2 separate regions of the Mus musculus genome follow, and region 1 is linked to region 2. The links are chromatin contacts, called in public HiChIP or PLAC-seq maps. All regions are on one chromosome and are shown on one strand. Each heading gives the region's core, a stretch centred on a gene start, on an enhancer-like site or on the middle of the called end of the contact. The rest is flanking DNA. Distances are from core to core; before and after follow the strand shown.

The links. HiChIP or PLAC-seq counts read pairs in DNA pulled down with a chosen protein or histone mark.
Region 1: an H3K27ac HiChIP or PLAC-seq map of embryonic stem cells shows a contact between it and region 2, with 3 times the contacts expected there. The contact joins the promoter of Krtap31-2 here to the promoter of Krt222 in region 2. A contact is called at or near these places in 1 of 115 datasets of contacts at active chromatin or transcription factors (embryonic stem cells) and 1 of 9 other capture datasets (embryonic stem cells).

Annotation. Positions count from the first base shown.
Region 1 is chr11:99,934,389-99,937,565 of GRCm38.p6, forward strand. It overlaps Krtap31-2 (keratin associated protein 31-2), which reads left to right and starts at 1,903. Exons shown (of 1, transcript NM_001025244.3): 1 at 1,903-2,837. The coding sequence starts at 1,956. The coding sequence ends at 2,489.
Region 2 is chr11:99,242,486-99,245,661 of GRCm38.p6, forward strand. Krt222 (keratin 222) reads right to left here and starts at 1,662. Exons shown (of 6, transcript NM_172946.3): 1 at 1,458-1,662. The coding sequence starts at 1,553. Gm32385 (a long non-coding RNA gene) reads left to right here and starts at 1,410. Exons shown (of 4, transcript XR_389025.3): 1 at 1,410-1,497.

The DNA.
Region 1 (3,177 bases), core at 653-3,152, 690 kb after region 2:
TTAATGGGACTGTAAATTAGTACAAGCTGTATGGAAATTAGCTTGTAAGATCTTTAAAAAAAAAAACCTAAAATTAGAACCACCATATGAGCAATCTAATCGACTATGCAATACATAAAACAAAGAAGCAGCTTCGTGTCTGTCAGTGGACAAATTCATAAATAAAACATAGCATACATAAGGAAGGACAAATGTTGTCACTAGCCAGAAAATGGGTTAAATTTGAGATCGTCTTGTTAAGTAATTCAGACTCAAAAAGACAGAATTCATGTTTCCTCATCGAAGGAGGGGAGAGCACAGGAAAGAACAGTAGGACTATTTGGGAAGAGAAAATGATTCCAGAGGAAACCACAGGGGCCAGGAGAGAGGGTAGAAGTGACTTTCCATATGTCATAAGAAACAAAAATGAAAGTTATAAATTGAAACCCATGTAGGGCAATAAAAAAGAAAATATCCAAGAATAAACCTAGTGAAAAAGGCTTAGGCTCCTGCAAAGGAATGCACAAGCATTTAGTGAGAAGCAAGTGTCCAGGTACCCAGTTCTGTACAGTCAGCAGCAGCATCTAAAACACAAACACTTGTGGCAGCATGGTAATGAATAGTCCCAAATTATTTTCTACGAAAAAGTTTCAGCCAATGAGCTGTGTCAAATTCATCCAGCTGAAAAGTACACAGGAATCAGAGCAAGCAAACTTGGGGTCAGGATGGTGAAGATTGTCACAATCATCCTATGAACAAAGACAGAATGATTTTGATTGGCATTGAGGTTAAACATGATGCCCAGGACTGGACGACAAACAGACCCTGGATGGTAGTAGGAACAGCCTTTGGGGGTGAGTGACATGAAATGATTTGTAGGAACTGGGTTGGTTTCCATTTCTTTAATACTGGTATGGCTGTGTTTGCTCTTTATTCTCTCAAATGAGAAATTAATAATTTACATTTATTAGTATGAGTAGTAGAAAAGGAAGGGGGCATATCTTGGTCCTCACAGGTGAAATGGGTAATAAATTAGGTACATGATTCCTTCATGGAATAGAAAGAAAAGAAATGGAAACTGAAGGAGAAAGGCCGGACAGAGAGATAGGGTTAGAAGTAAAAGAGAATCATGGGAAAGATCACCAGTCTAAGATCCTTGATGCTGCAGACAGCCCCTGTGCACTGGAGTCATCTTGCCCACTCCAGTTTGTCTGGCTCTAAAGCTAAAAGTACATCTACCCCAGGAGCTGCCCCAGTCAGAGTCAAGACTCATGCTCACCCACACATCCCCTGATGTCTGCTTATTCCTAAGTGCTGGGTGTTTGTTTGTTTGTTCCTTCGTTTGCTTGTTTTCATTCCTCCAGTATTGGTTTACTATGCTTACTCTGCTATGAAACACATTGTTCCAGAAACCCTAGCTCACAGCACCCTTACTATGCCTCAGATACACAGTGAGAGGAATTTACACAGAGATTGACAGCTAAGACAGTTTGGAATTGGACATTGCGGGCAAAAAGACAGGGAAATAGGTGTGGAGTCCATGATTGTGAATACACCACACTCATATGCAGAGACATTTATACTTCTAAGTAGGGATATGGGGAGAAGGTTGCAAGAATACAGTAATCTTGATATTGCCATACAGTCAGGAGCTAACGAAGGCCCAGATGACCATCAGAGTTATAACAAAACTGGTGGGATGAATCCCTGATTTGTTGGAAAAACTTCAAGTAAGTCTTCAAGTAAGTTATCACCAGATAAGTAATGAATGCTTGCAAATGATTCAGAGCATTGGGTAAGGAATTCTTCCTTGATGAACACAAATTAAATATGGAAAATAATAAACAAGAAAGAAACCTCCTTCTGATTGGTCCAAACCTTGGAGGCCTGTTGTATAAAAGGCCCTGACTGGAAGAACTTGCTACATTGTGTAAAACTCACCTGGGAATAGACTATCACCCTCCTCTCCTGACACCATGACCCACACCTGTCAGCCATGCTGCTGCAAGACCACCTCCTGCAGGACCTCCAGCAGCTCTGAATCCAGCTCTGAATCCAGCTGCCCTGTGTTCATCTGCTGCGCCCCAAGTTGGTGCAGCACACCCTGTTGTTGCAAGTCTATCTGCTGCCACAGCACCAAGACTGTCAACAGCTGTTCCCAGCTGTGCTGTCCACCAACCTGCTGTGACCCTGCCTCCTGTGACAGCAACTGCTGCAAGCCAACCTGTGTGACCATCTGCTGCAGCACACCTTGCTGCCAGCCCAGCTGCTGCGTGCCCACCTGCTGCCAGCCTAGCCTCTTCCAGCTCTGCTGCCAACCAACTTGCTGTGAAACCAGCTGCTGCAAGACCATCTCCTTTAAACCCTCCTGTGTGATCATTGGCTGCAGCACACCCTGCTGCCAGCCCTGCTGTGTGTGCCCATCTCCCACTGATGACCAGCTCCCAAAGGAACAAAGCCATGCTCCTGCGAGAGCTGGCATGCCCTGTGTGCACGAAGCCACCTCTTAACCTTTGCTGGCCAACTTCATGTTCTCACCAGGGGACCTGACAAATGGAGTCTTTCTTAAGAGATGAAATGCTTTGAGAAAGGATGGAGTCCCTCACCCTCAGCCTCTCATCTCCTGAGACTGTGGATGGTCTTCCTGGATGGCTGATATGAAGGTCTGGCATCAGTTAAAGTTCTGGGCCAGGATCTTTACATCTTTCATCAAATAACTTCCTAAAATGTAACTTTATTTAACCTGTATTTTCTTCTGGGTTACCCCCAATTTTTGTGTACTCTTTTTCTTCTTTCTGCTCACTTCCGATTTGTATCACTAGAAACAAGTAATTCAAATAAACTCTCTGCTGCCATTCATTCCATATTGTCTGTCATTATATTTTGATAAGTCACTTCATGTCAAATCTACTTAATCAAAAGATGTTTAAATACTCAACGAGGCTCCCTTGTATCAGTGACACTCAGCATGCTGTTCAACATCAGATCCATGAAAGGTTTTTATCTGGCACAAATGAAATCTAATACCAACTGATTGCTATCTTCATAGTTCCTCCAACCTCTGCTCCCATAAACCAATGGTCTGTTCCCTTCTTTTCTGTCTGGCTTTTATACACATCATTTAAGCGGATCACATAGCTGACCCATCCAGCAGGTCCAGTTATTCGAGAGTCTCGAGGGGACCTTCTCCTAAGAACC
Region 2 (3,176 bases), core at 412-2,911:
TTATTTTCCGGATTTACTTGCATCGTTCTAGGGCTTGAACCCAGGGCTTTGCATATGTTACAATAATATAATAAACCGACTTTGTGAGTTACTTGGGAAAACACATTTCTCTCAAGAACTTTTATGTTACAAAACGTTTTGCTTTTTTTTTTTTTTTTTTAAATTCAAAGTCACTTCAAGCACTGGGACTTGTAAATTCAACTTATAAGTTTACTTTGCAAAATTTTTATTTGGTTTATGATTTTCAAAAGTTGTCCTCTCTTAATATTTTTCTCTATCACGTGGGAAGAGAACAAACTTCTCCTCCATCTAAGCCAAGAGCCCGGTGACCTTGTTTAATCCGTTGAACTGATCATTCTTTTTAAAAACCAAGACTATTACCCACAGGCAAAATTTATAATGATATTGCAATAAGTTACTAACGAAACAAAGTCCTGTGATTTTTTTTTTTAGCTATCATTTTTTTGTTGTTGTTTTGTTTTTGTTTTTTGGCCCTGTTCTTAAGTAAACTCTTTGCTGTGTCCAGGTGCTGGGAATACAATTTGAACCCGGGTATAAGAGGTAAGCTAATAAAACCGTCCTGAGTTTCTGAAACTTTGTTTCCCAAATATTTGCTTTTAAATTTATTTAAATTTGAGGCCTTAATTATTAAAGGCAGGTATTACTTTGAAACTGAGTAGACAGGATTTGAATTGAGCCTTGGTCTGAGTTGGCTCTGTTTCATTTATTTATTTTAAATATCTTGCAAGCTTTGTGTCGGAAGTAAACAGTTCTTCTACCCCCAAAGCAAAAATGGCTACTTTTAAGTGTAGAGTCTCTCACTACTCAGCTGGGGGGATTTTGATTGTCAGATCTGTATTCTTGGTTCTCAAAGCCACATTCACATGCTCAGTTGATTCTATTTATAACAGTCAGTATGAAACCAAGTGCTTGGGAAATATGATAGAAACCTTCTAGAAATATTTTTCTTGCTTTTTGTCTCCCCCCAGAGTGTGCAAGGCAAACAATCTTGACTATCAAGCTTGGAGTCTACAGATGTTATTTAAATTGCCTCTATAATTAACTCCATAATATCTTTGAAGAGTTGTTTGGAATGCTTCCTTCCTGAAAAAAAAAAAAAAAAAAAAAAAAAAAAAAAAAAAAAAAAACCCAAAGAGGTCAGAGAGCACCATTTTATTGCTTGTTGACTCCATGTTTTAGTAATGACGGTCACCTTACGATCTCTATAAAATCCCAATGCATCAATCAATATTTATTGAATGGTTATTCAACAGCACAGCCAAAGGGTTTTCTCCCTGCCTGCCACCCCAGACCCAGTGCAGGAACACCTACATCGCCTCCCCAGTAGATGCTGCGTGGAAAAGGAGATACTGTACCTCAGAGAGGCCGGGACAGGAATCGGGTAGACATGGACTGTCTCCTTATCCTGAAGGTGCCTGGCTGAATGAAATCATTACCTGGATCCGCGTCGACAACACCGTCTCTATCTGATTTCTGGTGAGGAGCTGTTCATAGTTTGCCCTGATCTCATTGAGGAGCTGGGACAGCTCCATTCTTTTCCCATCCTCCACCTTGGCTAACTGGACCTTAGCGATGGGATGAGCCGCTGCGGCAGAGCCTGCCCTGCCTGCGTCGCCAGAGCAGACAGCCCCGCAGAGCCTTAAAGAAGCAGAGATCCATTTCCCCCACCAGAAGCCGGGGGAAACTCCAGGGTTGCTAATTAATTATGCAAATGTTGAGAAACCCTTCCCGCCCATTGTTGTTGATACAGCAGAGACCTTCGGAGTCTCCAGGAAGAGAGGAAAATGACACCCACAGGGTCACTGCAAAGGTTTCCTATGCAAAGTGAATGCTTTGCCTGTGGGGGTGGGGTGCTCACAACCTTAAGCAAATTGTAGTTAGCCAGTCACAGTGGGCAGGCATATTATCTTAGCACTCAGGCAGAATGATCTTGAGTTCAAGGTCAGTCAGGACTTCGTAGTGAGACCCCTGATGGAGAACAAAACAACAGAAACAACGACACCCAAACAAACCACCTCCCAAACCCAAAATAAAACACGAAATTTATTTAGCTTTTCCAACATATTGCTTAGGAATTAAACTGGGGGGCTTTAGAAATGGCTCAGTGGTTAAGAGCACTGACTGCTCTTCCAGAGGTCCTGAGTTCAATTCCCAGCAACCACATGGTGGCTCACGACCATCTGTAATGGGATCAGATGCCCTCTTCTGGTGTATCTGGAGACAGCGACAGTGTACTCATATACATAAAATAAATAATTCTTTTAAAAAAATAATTATACTGGGCTCCAAATATGATAGTTTAAACTTTTCTTTATAGTATTTTAAAAAAAAATGTTTTGATTTTTTAACAAAATGCTAAAGGAGAGGGAAGGCAGAAGGAAACAAAGGGTTAAAGGAATACAGGTGACAAGAAGCAGGCAGGGACTGGTTCAGATGAGACAGGTAAGGTTGTGGGTGGTGGTGAAGGGCCATGGCGGAGGTGGATGCCTACAAACAGGACAATGTCCCATGGAAGGAAATGGTGAAATGGCTTCCCTGTGACTTTGTATGCTAACTTAAGAAAATTAATTTTAAAAACCCCGAATGCTACGGAAAGTCCTCTGAATGTGTTTGTACATGTCCAGCGTTCTGACAGCTACTCTACTCTCGAGTGAGGCAGATGACTGTCATGAGCCGTGGTTCTCAAACGGCCGGCCGTGGACGCCAGCCCAGGAGTAGAGTGTGAGGGATTGAGGTGGATTCCTGAAGTCACTCTTATTCCAGATGAGGCGAGGCTGGAGACGGGCACTGGAGCAGGGTGGGAGCCAGGAGTTAATTCTACCAGGCTTGTGAAATGGAGCCCTTCGGCCCCTGCAATGGGACCCCCACTGAGGGAGACTTTTGCTACTAGAGAGCAGGTAGAGAACACGTCACACTGAAGGGACTCACCCTCAGCTCTTCCAACAACGGTGTTCCACCCAATCTTTTCATTCTGGGACCTGTAAAGATGGAAGAACTGTGGTCAGAGGGGTCAAGTGTCCTACCCAAGGTGGTTCATTGAAATGACAGCATCACTGTCTTAGGGACTTTTGACTGTATGCTGAACGCTGTGCTTGCTTCTTCCTTCTCTTCTCCCGGGGATCTCCAGTCAAGATGGCAGCCTTGTTAGATGCGAC